Linked DNA regions of Oryctolagus cuniculus: regions 1, 2, 3 and 5 are each linked to region 4. The links are chromatin contacts, called in public Hi-C and Micro-C maps. All regions are on one chromosome and are shown on one strand. Each heading gives the region's core, a stretch centred on a gene start, on an enhancer-like site or on the middle of the called end of the contact. The rest is flanking DNA. Distances are from core to core; before and after follow the strand shown. Region 1 overlaps SKAP2 (src kinase associated phosphoprotein 2). Region 2 holds the start of HOXA7 (homeobox A7). Region 3 holds the start of HOXA4 (homeobox A4). Region 4 holds the start of SKAP2 (src kinase associated phosphoprotein 2). Region 5 holds the start of HOXA1 (homeobox A1).

What was found. A called contact is a pair of places that touch in the nucleus more often than the background predicts.
Region 1: a contact with region 4 is called in a Hi-C map of liver, with 6 times the contacts expected there. The contact joins the enhancer-like site here to the promoter of SKAP2 in region 4. A contact is called at or near these places in 5 of 6 Hi-C or Micro-C datasets (ear pinna, liver, psoas muscle and 2 more).
Region 2: a contact with region 4 is called in a Hi-C map of psoas muscle, with 3 times the contacts expected there. The contact joins the promoter of HOXA7 here to the promoter of SKAP2 in region 4. A contact is called at or near these places in 2 of 6 Hi-C or Micro-C datasets (psoas muscle and an unstated tissue).
Region 3: a contact with region 4 is called in a Hi-C map of psoas muscle, with 4 times the contacts expected there. The contact joins the promoter of HOXA4 here to the promoter of SKAP2 in region 4. A contact is called at or near these places in 3 of 6 Hi-C or Micro-C datasets (ear pinna, psoas muscle and skin fibroblasts).
Region 5: a contact with region 4 is called in a Micro-C map of ear pinna, with 2.3 times the contacts expected there. The contact joins the promoter of HOXA1 here to the promoter of SKAP2 in region 4. A contact is called at or near these places in 3 of 6 Hi-C or Micro-C datasets (ear pinna, psoas muscle and an unstated tissue).

Annotation. Positions count from the first base shown.
Region 1 is chr16:18,382,971-18,385,759 of mOryCun1.1, reverse strand. The region is part of intron 10 of SKAP2 (src kinase associated phosphoprotein 2); the gene reads left to right. Among named protein-coding and RNA genes, the nearest start is that of SKAP2, 160 kb to the left of the region's middle. Within about 2 kb of position 1,314, at least 3 of the 8 cell types and tissues checked have an H3K27ac peak or open chromatin away from gene starts, as enhancers often do.
Region 2 is chr16:18,784,125-18,786,824 of mOryCun1.1, reverse strand. HOXA7 (homeobox A7) reads left to right here and starts at 1,388. Exons shown (of 2, transcript NM_001171402.1): 1 at 1,388-1,766; 2 at 2,655-2,700. The coding sequence starts at 1,388.
Region 3 is chr16:18,758,497-18,761,196 of mOryCun1.1, reverse strand. HOXA4 (homeobox A4) reads left to right here and starts at 1,321. Exons shown (of 4, transcript NM_001171400.1): 1 at 1,321-1,535; 2 at 1,538-1,772; 3 at 1,774-1,954; 4 at 2,493-2,700. The coding sequence starts at 1,321.
Region 4 is chr16:18,545,225-18,548,088 of mOryCun1.1, reverse strand. It overlaps SKAP2 (src kinase associated phosphoprotein 2), which reads left to right and starts at 1,365. Exons shown (of 13, transcript XM_002713727.5): 1 at 1,365-1,646. The coding sequence starts at 1,580.
Region 5 is chr16:18,724,983-18,727,682 of mOryCun1.1, reverse strand. HOXA1 (homeobox A1) reads left to right here and starts at 1,377. Exons shown (of 2, transcript NM_001171397.1): 1 at 1,377-2,034; 2 at 2,522-2,700. The coding sequence starts at 1,377. LOC108177218 (a long non-coding RNA gene) reads right to left here and starts at 1,178. Exons shown (of 2, transcript XR_001794031.3): 1 at 908-1,178.

The DNA.
Region 1 (2,789 bases), core at 65-2,564, 160 kb after region 4:
CATTATGTGATTATGATATATTTCATCTGTTGTCATGCTCTTATAATCTCTTCTTTCTTTGCAAGACTATCTCCAATGTTTAATGTTTACTTTACCCTTGCATAACAATTCTATTAACATTGCCCAGTGATCTATTTTTGTATGTTTTTAAAAAACAGGAGTGGGTTCATTGTTTACATCCTTTATAGACTGCCTAGTGTATTATTTTTTTTCTTGTCTTCTTTGATCATTCAAGCCTCTTAGGACAAAAAGCATAATGTAAGGCAATTTTTTTTTGCAGTTTTGAAAATAGAGATCATGATGTAGATAGAAAAGGAAAATTAGTCCATGTCATAAAGAAAAAACAGACTTAATTTGTATCTTAGTGTGTGTGTTTATGATATCATACTCTACCTCATTTAAAAATTACATATCTCACATGGCTTATCTTTCCATGTGTAGGTGAATGTAACTTTTGTGAACCTCCTATGCTTTAGAGATTTTATCTGTGTGTGATTTTGGAGGTGTATTTAACTCTACTCAAAATTTAAAAAGCAAACCAGAGGAGCTTGCTGCTCCCTAAGGAACAAAACTGTTCCCAATTTTTAGCTCCAGATTTCAGGTCAAGAATTTCAATGTTACTTTTCTAAGGAGACTAAGTCTAGAAAGCATAGACCTCCAAGTTGAGATTTTTCTGCTTTATAACTCATAGTGCATGTTGCGCATGAATAGTGAATTGCATGTAAATGTAGCTGTATGACATAAATTGTTCTGTATCAGAGCTCACGTATAGGGCACAGAAATGAGGTTAGTCTTCGGGTAACCACATCACAAGATTATAGAAAGCACAGTTGAAAATGCATCCCTCTCCCAGTGTTGCCGAGTCGCCAGCTCCGTTGCCTCTTCGCAGCAGTGAGGTTTAATGAAATGCTCCTGATGCACATCTAGGGAGAGATGCATCTTGCACACGGTGGGGGCCTCTCTTCTCGTGTGCTCCTGTAACTCCCATTAGTGTTAATGGGAGTTTCGCCAAGTGCATCCAGGGGAAGAGAGACCCCAAAGTGGGAAAGATTATGTGTTAGAAACCGCCACACGGTTTGTTCTTCCTTATTTTCTTTTTCTCTCCTTTTGAATGAAAAACGACTGTGAGAGTACCTGCCAATGGCAAGAGCACCCTGGGGAGCTGGGAAGACCCACGGGGCTCCCATGGCGAAGCTGCAACCTCTGCTCTAGTTTCCAGCTCAACTTTTCTTTCTCCCACCCTTTTGGACCAAGCCTAAGGCTGAGCAGCATGGGGAACACACAGGAGCAGCTATTTAGATCCTTTTACCTCCTGGCCAGTTACTGTGGGGGAGGGCCTTGCATGTGAAATGATGTCACCCTCTCTTTGCTCTAATTCCCTGACTTTTAAACTGACACTGACGGACTGCATGGGGCACAACATTTGACCCATTTAGCAGTTGATTTAATCTGACTAGAATGTTTCAACTTCTAAATCTCTATTTGTCTAAATAAGTGGTTTTTAAAGGAAATCAGTCACTTTATTATTAAGTGATTTTTTTTCCTAAAAAAAAAAAAAATTGACAATGTTTAGAATGATCTGGCCTGCCAGAGTGCCCCCTAGTGTCCATTTATAGAATACATGCTATGGGTTAAAAAAAAAATATGCATGAAGGCTGGCCACAAGCCTTGTACTTCTTGGTTGGGATCCCAGGCCCCTGTGGGTCCTGCTGAGGGTTCAGTGCCAATGTGGACAGGAAAGGAAAGTGTCTGTCTCTCCCTGGCGGCCCCCTTCTCCTTTCCACCTCCCCCTTCTCCCCATCTGAAAACCAGAGAAAAAGTCCAATGGGGAGATTTTTGATAGGTTGTATGTTTTCTAGCCCTTGTTTATAATCGAAAGTATAATTGAAAAGTAGCATCCTGCTTCCTGAATTTTCAGACTCTGTGTTATTCAGATTCTCTCTCATTGTTTTGGCTTTAACCAACATTTTAGATATTAAAGAGAATTTGTAAATTTTCTGATAAACAACCTTCTGTGTAAATCACAAGCCGTGTGTAGGAAGATGCACACCCCAATGACGTGCTACTATGATTAGTTGTGTTGGGATTGCCAAGAAGCCTGCTGGTCGAGAGCCTTGTAACAAAACCAAGGGGACAGCCTGATGCAGCGCGCGTCCCCACCCACGGCTGTCCCTCAGACCTCGCACAGGACACTCCCGCGATGGAAGCTGTCGGCACGATGTGTTCTGCTTGGCTGGTGAATACACGGACATCTTATTGATATAACTTGCATTCTTTTTGCGTTAACTCATCAAAACTCAATTATCATGAAATTAAAAACAGGAAACAGTTCTCAGGGTAACAAAAGCATCCAGTGTATTTAACTCTGTGCTGTGTTTCAGCACATTGTATAAGTGACAAAGCATTTATTACCCAGTTTATTGTGGTATTACAGAGCGGAGAGCGCTAAATAATCAATCAGTTAATGGTCTGTATGGCAGTTTGAGCACATCACATCCATTGTGCTTATGCCGTTAGAAGGATGAGCTGATAACTCCGTGTATGTTGCATGTTTATTCAGAGCCTAATGTCCTAAACTGGGGCTGACAAAAAGCTGTTGAAAAATGCAGCTTCAGCACAGGCGATCTCCAAGTTGCTCAAAGACTTTAGAGGTAACTTGGAAAAGCTTTGAGTCCAGCCGTCCCCAAGAGAGGAGCCGTGATGACTCTCTGTATCGTTTCTACATGAAGCACTTTCTTTAACCTGCTTTCTTGAGTTTGAGATTTTTTGTGAATTTGGTTCCTTGGATT
Region 2 (2,700 bases), core at 139-2,638, 240 kb before region 4:
AATTCCATTGTGAGGTCGGGTTTATGGTGTGCAATCCAGCCGGGCAGTAAAAGGTGGCCCGGCTTCCAGCGCGGCTGGGCAGTTTATGAGGCGTTTAGGGGAACGATTTGCCCCACCGTACTCCAAGGGAGCGGTGGGCAGCGGGGGCTTCCTATGGGCCGACACCGGGCAGGGGCTGGAGGCCTGGAAAGGTAGGCACCACGAGTTGTGGACCTGGATGGTAGGGAGGGAGGGAGACCAGTGTTCTCAGCTCCCAGCGAGTTTGTACACGGGAAGATGCAGTAGCCAAAAGAACTGGGACTCCCCAGCCCCCTCTCTTCTCTCCAGATTGCTCCCAGACACCCAGCCCACGAGGTGGAGGTTCAGGGGTGACTGCGGTGACGGCTGCGGGGCACCACATGGCAAGGGTGGCGTTTGGAGAGGTGTGGGGCTTGAGGTTTTTACAAGATGCGGGGGTGGGTGGTGGGTGAGAGATCTGGCTCCCCGTGAGCCAGGGAAAACCGGGGGTTTGCGGGAGGACAAAGAAGGGCTCGGCTCGGCCATTATCGGGAGGCCAGCCAGGTGCCCAGGAGTGAACGCACGCAGCCTGCAGGGCCGCAGCGTCCGGGAGGAGGGAGGGGAACCCCACGTTAATAAATCTGTTGGCAAATGAGGCTCATTAACAGATAAATATTTCACTGCTTCCTTTAGGGCGGATAAACAGTGCGCCGCCGATTAAGGAAAGGAAGCTGGGAGACGTTGATTTTATTCGAACCACATGGTTCCAGTTTGCAGCTGGAAGCGATGCCGCGCCGGCCGCGACCGGGCGGGGGTCTAAGTCCCGCCTGACGCCCCCTGGACCTGGCTGGGGCAGACGCAGGCCAAGAGCCCGGCCCACAGCCAAGAGCCGCACTCAAGGCCACCGCAGGGCAGGCGAGGGCGCGGGACACAAGCATCCTCCAGGGGCTGGTCCGCAGAACGGAGAGGGAGCCACCAGCTTGGTCCAGGGTTCACTGACACGCACTAGGGAGTCGGCTGCGTCCGGCCGTGCGCAGTCTCCGCACCCGGGCCGCAGGGCCGCAGGGCCGCAGGGCGCCCGCGCGGAGCTGCGAGGTCCTTCCCCGCGGGGCGCGCCGGGCCTGCCGGGCGCGGGCAGATTCGTCGGCCGCATATTTGAGCCTCTTCTCCTTCCATTCTAGGCAGCCGCGGGCTCGGTGGAGCCAGACCACCTGTGAGGGCTGCTGAGATTGGCGGAGGCGGTCATGTGGGCGGTCACGTGCTGCGGCGAGCTCCGTCCAAAAGAAAATGGGGTTTGGTGTAAATCTGGGGGTGTAATGTTATCATATATCACGCTACCTCGTAAAACCGACACTGAAAGCTGCCGGACAACAAATCACAGGTCAAAATTATGAGTTCTTCGTATTATGTGAACGCGCTTTTTAGCAAATATACGGCGGGGGCTTCTCTGTTCCAAAATGCCGAGCCGACTTCTTGCTCCTTTGCGCCCAACTCGCAGAGAAGCGGCTACGGGGCGGGCGCCGGTGCCTTCGCCTCGACCGTACCGGGCTTGTACAATGTCAACAGCCCCCTGTACCAGAGCCCCTTCGCGTCCGGCTACGGCCTGGGTACCGACGCCTACGGCAACCTGCCCTGCGCCTCCTACGACCAAAACATCCCGGGGCTCTGCGGGGACCTCGCCAAAGGCGCCTGCGACAAGGCGGACGAGGGCGCGCTGCACGGCCCGGCCGAGGCCAATTTCCGCATCTACCCCTGGATGCGGTCTTCAGGTAGGCGCAGCTGCCAGGCGGGTCGGCGGGCCGGCGGGTGGGCCGGGAGCCGGGAGCTGGGAGTGCCGCGCTTCGGAGCGCGGAGCGCCGGGCTGGGGAGAGCAGAGCCGGGCGGCCGAGAGCCGGCGGCCCGGTGACTCCGGGCAGCGCTGCCTTTCTGGTTTTAATTAGGGCTGAGGCGCCATTGCGTGGAGAGCCCATAGCATTGTATGTAAATGAGGCTCATAAAACTTTTTATGACCCAATTAATGGGTTCGATCCTCGTAAATTTATTTAACTCCATTTGCCTTGGAATTTTAACATTAACTTTGTTCGCTGTTCTCTCCTTCTCTCCCTCCCTTCCTTCACTTTCTCGCTCTCTCTTCTCTCTTTTTTTCTTTCTGCCTGGCTTTTCTTTCTCCAAAACACGGAGAGCCTAGCCATGCAGGGCCCCTCACGCGCCTCCGTGCCAGGGGCCATTTCAAGACAGGGCCAGGAGGGACTAGGGACAGAGGGGTGGTGTGCCCTTGGGAGGGTGTGGGGATGGGGGCGCCGGCCGCCGGGGAGGGTCTCCCACTTGCCCACACTCTGCATTTGCGATTTCCCTTTGTCAGGGGACAGCGGCACATTGTGGATGCGTAGCGGGCTGGAAAGGTCGGTGGTGAGGTTGGGGTTGCGCGCCTTTGCTGCTTTACAGGGCTGCCTGCGCGTTGGGCACTGCAGTTGGGGTCTTCCCCTGCACCGGCCTCCTCCCCCAGCCCAGCCTGGGGATGAGATCCAGGGGGGGTGGGTGGGTGTGTGGGTGGGCGGGGAGGAAGCTACGGGTCTGGGACTGCGGCCCGGCTAATGCACCGTCCTGTCCGTGTCCCTGTCTGCTTCTCTGTCCGTGTGTCCACGTGTCTGTCTCAGGACCCGACAGGAAGCGGGGCCGCCAGACCTACACGCGCTACCAGAC
Region 3 (2,700 bases), core at 72-2,571, 210 kb before region 4:
ATTAATAAGTAATGTATTTGTTAATAATGGTGTAATTAGTTTACCTATCAAATTTCAATTACCAAATGGCAGGCAAGGGTCCCCTCTTTTCCAGAGCTACTGATACCGTTTATATGCTAATTTTCAGCAATTCAGGAATTATAGACTGTGCTGTAAACGTAACTCTAGCCTTAGCTACAAAGGCGTCCAAAAGGGAAAACAAAATTCTTAGCTGGAGAAGTGTCATCCGCCATTGGCGATCGGCCCGGGCTAGGGGCTTATCCTACCCTCAGCTTGTTTCTGCTTGGGAATTGCTCTGAAGTGGGAACTTAGGGGTTCGCAGCTCGGGTCTTGTGGTGGCGTCGCTCGCTTCCATCCGCATTCTGCATTCTCGGACCACGTCTCTCTCACTCTCCCCCAGTAAACACCCGCATAGGTAGCGTTCTCATCGACACCTCCACACCTCCGTCAAATTAGGCGCTACCAGGAAGGCTCCGGATTTGTCTGACTAAACAGACGCTGTCTCTAAAAGGCAACAGCGCGACGCGGCCATGCAGTCACATTGGAACAGCCTCGCGGTGCATCCCTCTGTCGGTTTCTCCAAGCTCCCCTGCCACCCGACCTGGGCGGGTCGCATTAGGCTTTTCCAAGCTGGCACAGGCAGCGAGCAGGGGACAGGGAGAGGGCTCAGCTGGTGAGAAAACGGGTCCGCAGGCCTCATTCGTTTTATTCCGGGACCAGGATAACTGCCAGGGTGCCTTCTGGTTCCAAAGCCCTTCCCTCCCCGAGGCGGACTCGAACCCTCAGGACGGGAGGCCTGGCTGGATACGGCCCGGGATCAGCACTGGGCTTGCCGCCCGGGAGCCTTGCAGCCTAGGCCCGAAACAGCCCAGGCCTAGAGCCCGGAGAGGACCGACAGCCCGACAGGCCCCCGAATTTCCAGTGGGAATAAAGTTGGGGGGCTAGGGGACCACAGCACCCGCTCCCTCCCCCCACCTCGGGGCCGGACAGTCGCATCCATCACCCACCCGCGCGTTTCCTGATCCGGGTCCGCGCGCGCGGCGCGCCCATTGGCGGGGGCGTTGCACGTGGGCCTCGGGGCGGGGCTCGCGCGGGGCCGAGGCAGAACGCGCGCGCGCGCGTGCGCGCGCGGGGGCGGAGCGGCGCGAACTTTGGTGGAGGCGTCGGCGGGAGGGGGAGGGGTGGGCACTTGACAGCGGGGGGAGGGGAAGGGCGCCGGGGAAAGGGGGATGGGAAGCAAGGAGAGAGGGGGAGGGGCCTCGGCGAGCCCAGAAAAACGACAACGCGAGAAAAATTAGTATTTTTGCACTTCACAAATTAATGACCATGAGCTCGTTTTTGATAAACTCCAACTACATCGAGCCCAAGTTCCCTCCCTTCGAGGAGTACGCGCAGCACAGCGGCCCGGGCGGCGGAGACGGCGGCCCGGGCGGGGGCCCGGGTTACCAGCAGCCCCCGGCGCCCGCGAGCCAGCACCTGCCGCCGCAGCAGCCCCCGCTCCCTCACGCGGGCGGCAGCCGCGAGCCCCCCGCCACCTACTACGCGCCGCGGGCCACCCGCGAGCCCGCCTACCCCGCGGCCGCGCTCTACCCCGCGCACGGTGCCGCGGACACCGCCTACCCCTATGGCTACCGCGGCGGCGCCAGCCCCGGGCGGCCGCCTCAGCCAGAGCAGCCCCCGGCGCACGCCAAGGGCCCCGCGCACGGCCTGCACGCGAGCCACGTCCTGCAGCCTGGCCGGCAGCAGCCGCCGCCGCCGCCGCCTGCACCGCAGCACCGCGCGGCGCCCCCCGCACCCCCTCGGCGCTGCGAGGCCGCCCCTGCCACCCCGGGCGTCCCGGCAGGGGGCAGCGCCCCCGCGTGCCCGCTGCTCTTGGCCGACAAGAGCCCGCCGGGCCTGAAGGGCAAGGAGCCCGTGGTGTACCCCTGGATGAAGAAGATCCATGTCAGCGCCGGTACGTGGCGCCGCCGGGGAGGCGCGCGAGGGTGGGCTGGGGCCGGGCCGGGGGGTCAGCGGGGAGAGGCCCTGGGGAAGGGGGTCTTCGGGAGGGGAGCCCCCGTCCGGCCCGGACTGCGGTGGGCTGTGGGTGTGTGCTGTGCGCGCCAGCCAGCCGCCTGCTCCCAACATGAGAACCCTTTTGTACCCAGGGTCCCTTTATCGGGAGATTTACGAGACGCCAAACTGTTAGGGCAGTAATTATAGCCCCCATAAATTTAATTGCCCTGGCAGAGGCTTCAGGCCCTGTGTCTTTGAAGCTTTTCTTCAGCCCCAGTGCCCAGCGCCGTTCTTTATGGCTCTCGGGTGTTTCCCGTTGCCAATAGCCTGTGAAACATTTTCTTTGCCGTTTTTATGTATCTTGCGTGAACTTGGTGTCAGGTTATTCTATAATGATGATGTCCAATTGCTCTTCCCCACCCCGTCTTCTCTCTCCCCCTGCTCCTCTCTTCTCCCTCTCCTCCACTGCCTTCTCCCTGGTCTTCTGCGGGGTTCAGTCAACCCCAGTTATAACGGAGGGGAGCCCAAGCGCTCTCGAACCGCCTACACCCGGCAGCAGGTCTTGGAGCTGGAGAAGGAGTTCCACTTCAACCGCTACCTGACCCGGCGACGCCGCATTGAGATCGCCCACGCACTCTGCTTGTCCGAGCGCCAGGTCAAGATCTGGTTTCAGAACCGGAGGATGAAGTGGAAGAAAGATCACAA
Region 4 (2,864 bases), core at 116-2,615:
GTTAATAAAGTCATTATTCTATGTTCAATGTTCAATTTAGAGTTCCAGCTGGGGATGAAAGATAAGGTATGGCAAATTTTGTGCCCTCTAGGATCTGGGAAGTAGTGAAATGATTCTCCAAATGAAGTCGAAGGATGTCCTGCATCCACCCGTGGGGATTGTTTAACATGCAAACTCTCAAGCCACACTCTAAAAACACTGAATCCGAATTTCTGGGGTTGAGATTTGAGGATCAGCGACGCAGTAGTTTGTGGCTGTGATGCAAACTCCAGTTTAGGTAATGTTGACCAGCCGTGATACAATGTTCAAAACATCGCAGCAGCACCTAGGAAAGAGCTGCTGTCTCCACCAAGGGGAATGCAGGTAAAGGCTGAAGTAGACGAGCTGCCACTTCTGTGGCAGGTTTTGTCCAGTAGAGACTGGATGTGCTCTTGGGGGCATCCCAGCGAGCAGTGTCCAAGCATATTTTTAGTAAGAGAAATACACAATGGACACTCACTGAAAGCTTTTAAGACTTCCTCTATGAGTCTCTACTCTCTTCGGTGGCTCCAATGTATTCATTTAACTTGATGACAAATATGGTTAAGCGCTAACTAGGGTTTCAGTGATTTCAATTGTTGAGAGGCACACTATTAAAGGAGCCAAAAAACCTTCAAGAACATTTAGAAATCAAAGATAGTGTTGATTATATGGTCAAGTTCGAGTGAGCCAACTGTATAATTTTATTTCACTCATCACCATAGCGATTTTTTGGATACCTGCAGATTAACAGTGTATCTGTGTTTTTCTGCTTTTTTCCTCTGCCCTCAAAGGATAGTGCCTCGAATTACCCATTCTTCTTTCGTAGTGGGAGAAATCAGTCACTCCAAGAATAGGAATTAGGGAGAAAAGTAACGGAAGAGCCAATCAGAACGCTTTCCAAAGTAGCTCTGGACTGGCGTCTCAGGGTCGACTGGCGGAAGCTGGGTCTCGGTTACCTTCACTCAACAAGACAAAGGAGGGCACGATCATTTAGGACTGCTGGAAACTCCCTGTGTGTTACCGGGACAGGTGTTGAACCTCAGCGGGGCTGGCCATTTCAAGAACATCGGAAATCTTCCAAGCAACACGGATACATTATTTTCTACAATCCTGCAGAAACGGTGGTGCCAGAACCCAAAATGGTGACCAGGCGCTTCAGACGCCAGATCAGGTGACTCAGACCCACCCCGCCCCCTTCCCACCAGCCGCTCCTCCTCCCGCTTCCCAGAGTAGCGGTGGGCGTGGCTTGTCCAGAGGCGCTTTCTTTCCAGGCCAGGAAAACCCCCGGACACACATGCGCAGTTGGATCCCGCGGGCCCGGCGCGCCTCTTCCCCCGCCCATCGCCCCGCCCCGATCTTCCGGGCGGGGCCGGGCCGAGAGTCCAGCCGCCGCTGGCTGGAGAGTCAGTGACTTCCTTGTTGTGAGCCCAGGCCTTGGCAGAGTCCGGTCTGGTAACTCCGCTGTCCCTACCGGGACTGCCAGCCCGAGCCTAGATCGCAGCCCCTCAGTCCCCCTGTCAGCACAGATCCTCTCCCCTCACGCCCCGCGCTCCCTGACATGCCCAACCCCGGCAGCACCGCCTCTCCCTACCCCCTCCCTGAGGAGATTAGGAACCTGTTGGCAGGTAACGCGCGGGAAGGGGGCGGGCACGCCGCCGGGGCGGGGGCGAGGGACGGCGAGCCGGCGGGGACAGAAGCGTTCAGCATCCTCCCCTCCTCGCGGCTCCCGCGTCTTCTGGCCGGCGGGGGCGGGACCGGGACCGGGAGGCGGGGAGCGTGTGAGGAGAGCCGATGCGGGATCAGCAACACTGACGAGATTAGCACGGTTCTGTGTGCGTGTTCGTGAGAGAATGATGGTGAATGAATGCCCGTGCGAGCCCTGGGGAGGGGGCGGAAGGCCGCGCCAGCCGAGGCGGAGGGGTAGGGGTGCAGGCCGACGCCGGCGCCACAGGTGTTTGGGGTTAGGGGATGGGGAAGTTGGTTATTTCCCAGATCCCTGCTTTCCTGGACGTTGAGCCCCCCACCCCCCACGCACCCCGAACACTGTGGCGCGGGGCCTGGTCCTCAGATGGCCACTTGTCTTCAGCCCCAGGGACACACCGCAGCGAAACAGGAAGGCTGTGTGCGCGGTCCAGCTTCCTGTGTCGCGCGGAGTGCCCGGCTTCGCACCCGCGTCTTCCCCTTTCCAGTTCTGCACGGCCACTTACGGGAACTTGTCTGAGGCTGAGAGGTGTGGCCCGGGGGGATGCTGGCCGTGGGCTCTGCGTCCTCTCGCGGCGGGGCGACGGCGTGCCGCTGCGCTTGTTAGGGGGGAACACGTCTGTCCTGAAGCCCTGGAATTCTTGCCATCGTTTCTTTTGTGTTGTATATCTCAGGATTCTGGAAACTCAATGGATCGTTTTTTTTACTCCACCTGCCTCTAAAACACCTATCTTTCAAATTAAGTGGCTTACAAGAGTTTCTCTTAAATGCCTGTGTCACAGCCTGCTTATCTTAACTCTTGAAAAACCAAAATCATCTAAAATATAACTTTGGAAGCAGTAAGTGCCTGCCATCGTTGTGTGAGACCAAATCTCCTGATAGGCTGTTAGACTATTTTGGTAGTTAGCGTCATAAATAGAATTTTAAAAATATTAAGTGTCTGAATGCAGACTTAGGTTTTATGACCACGATACAGTGTGATGAATGCATTTGTGGTGGGATACTCCTTCCCCCTAAGAAATGCTTGTCATTAATGGGTACCCCTAAGGGAAATTGAAAACACTGTGAAGATTGATTTAAGGCAGTTTTTACTCCATTCAAGGGAAGTTTCACTGCTAGCTTTGCTTTACTGCAGTTAACAT
Region 5 (2,700 bases), core at 128-2,627, 180 kb before region 4:
GGGAGGAGGTGGCCGTGCGGCGAGCAGTGTCCCCGTCCACCGTCAGCCATCTGTCCCCCGCCCCTCCCACCTGCCAGCCCCCATTCCAGACGTGCAGCAGAATGGGGGTGGGGGTGGGAAGAAGAGTCTCCCCCACTTCCCCACAGCGCCCTCCGGGAAAAGAGGAACGTGGCGGGGGCCGTGGAGCGGACTTTGTGCAAGCTGCGGCCGGGCGTTGGAGGCCCGCGCCGAAGCGCGCAGGCTCCTGGGTTGAGGCGCCGGCAGATGGCCTGCCGCGCACGGCCCGGCCCCCGCGCCCGCCACGTCTGCCAGCGTCATCTCTCCCCCGCCTCCCACCCCTCAAAATCCTGCGGCCCAGCGTCTGGGGATCCCGGAGGGTTCCCTGGGCCAGACTAAGCGGGGAGGAGAAAGGGGCGGAGAGCGAGGGGAGAGGGAGGGCGACCGAGAGCCCCGACACCCCCGGCCTTTTCCGGCGAGCTCAACCGCCCCCGGGAGTCGAATTACAGGAGCTCCTCATTGCCATGCTAATGGCGAACCGGGGTTGGGGGGAGAGGGCTGCGGACTCCCTCTGTGGAAAAGGGAAGTTTCTTTTCTCGCCCTCGTGCGCTCCACGCCCACCTGGTTCCTCCCAGCCAGCCCTCCGCGCCCTTCCTTCGCCGTCCGGAGCTGGCAAAGCCAGCGGCCAGCCTCGCCCTGCGTCACCGTCTTCTGAGCGCCTCACAGCCCTACGGCCTCACGCAGGGACAGTGCGGCGGAGGCGCCCCGGGCGCCGGGGGCGTTTGGTCGCCGGATTCCCACCCTTCCGGCTCTGTACGCTCGGGGGCTCTGCCGCACTTGCGGCCACCCAGCGAGCTCCAGCCCACTGATTCCCGCCCCAGGAGAGCCGGGAGCCCTCTTCCCTTCTCACCTCTTGCCAGTTCCTCTTCCCGACGATGCTGGGAGGGGGCGGGGGGCGGGGGTGCCTCCCAGCCCCCACCTCCCGGAGGGGGAGGGCGCGCGGACTCGGGCGCGCGCAGAAGGCAGCCTCCGCTCCCCTTCGCCCCAGGGCTGTGAAGCTGCAGTTGCAGCCGCCGCAGCTTCTGCCGCCTCCTGAGCTGCCTGGGGGGGCGACTGCGCGTCACCTAGACGGAGGAGCGCCGGGGACTTAAATGCCACTGAAACGGTGATCCATCACCGCCGGAGCCGGCAAACTTTCGCAGGAGGCTCAGCCATTGGCTGGCCCAGTCACGTGCGCCTCCCCTGGCGCCCTCCGCCCTCGCGCCCCCCCTCTTGCGCACTGTACATTCATATCATTTTTCTTCTTCGGCCTCATGGAGGAAGTGAGAAAGTTGGCACGGTCACCCAGGGCTTCGCAGGACCCGGTCACTCAGTGACAGATGGACAATGCAAGGATGAGCTCTTTCCTGGAATACCCCATCCTTAGCAGTGGCGACTCGGGGACCTGCTCTGCGCGAACCTACTCCTCGGACCATGGGATTACAACTTTCCAGTCGTGCGCAGTCAGTGCCAACAGCTGCGGCGGCGACGACCGGTTCCTAGTGGGTAGGGGGGTGCAGATCAGCTCGCCCCACCACCACCACCACCACCACCATCACCACCACCATCCTCAGCCGGCCACTTACCAGACTTCTGGGAACCTGGGGGTGTCTTACTCCCACTCGAGTTGTGGTCCAAGCTACGGTGCGCAGAACTTCGGTGCGCCTTACAGTCCCTACGGGTTAAATCAGGAAGCAGACGTAAGTGGTGGGTACCCCCCGTGCGCTCCCGCTGTTTACTCTGGAAACCTCTCATCTCCCATGGTTCAGCATCACCACCACCACCAGGGTTATGCCGGGGGCACGGTGGGCTCGCCTCAGTACATTCACCACTCATACGGACAAGAGCACCAGAGCCTGGCCCTGGCCACGTATAATAATCCCCTGTCCCCTCTCCACGCCAGCCACCAAGAAGCCTGTCGCTCCCCCGCTTTGGAAACGTCTTCTCCAGCACAGACCTTTGACTGGATGAAAGTCAAAAGAAACCCTCCCAAAACAGGTCAGTTCTGCCGGCCAGTGGACGCGCCTTGATGAATCTGGAAGGAGTTGGTGTGCTTGGTTCCCAAGGAAAATTAAGAATGATTTTTCGAAAAAGGGGTTCTTGCTTCCAACTAGTGTTGTAGGGCATGGGGACGCTGCCCAGGTGTGTCGGGGCTCAGCAGTCTCTGTGTTTACAAAGGGGCTAGGGTCTAAATGTTCTGAAAATAGGAAGAGAGTGTGTGTGTGTGTGTGTGTGTGTGGCTGGGTGTTGGTGTTGGAGGCGTCCTGTTAATATCTCCAGGCTCCATTAATCACCAGCCTGACCACGCTAATGCTTGACTTCAGCTTAATGCCCCATTGCTCACCCTCCCCAACCCGCTTGAGAAGTTCTTGATTTTATCCTTTACCTGAAGGTTGCTCTGAAGAGTGTGGGGGGGGGGAGGGGGTCTCATCGATTTTTAACATTTTTTAACCTTTTCTTCTCTTGGCTCCTTACGCTACCCCAGGGAAAGTTGGCGAGTACGGCTACGTGGGTCAGCCCAACTCGGTGCGCACCAACTTCACCACCAAGCAGCTCACGGAGCTGGAGAAGGAGTTCCACTTCAACAAGTACCTGACGCGCGCGCGCAGGGTGGAGATCGCCGCGTCCCTGCAGCTCAATGAGACCCAGGTGAAGATCTGGTTC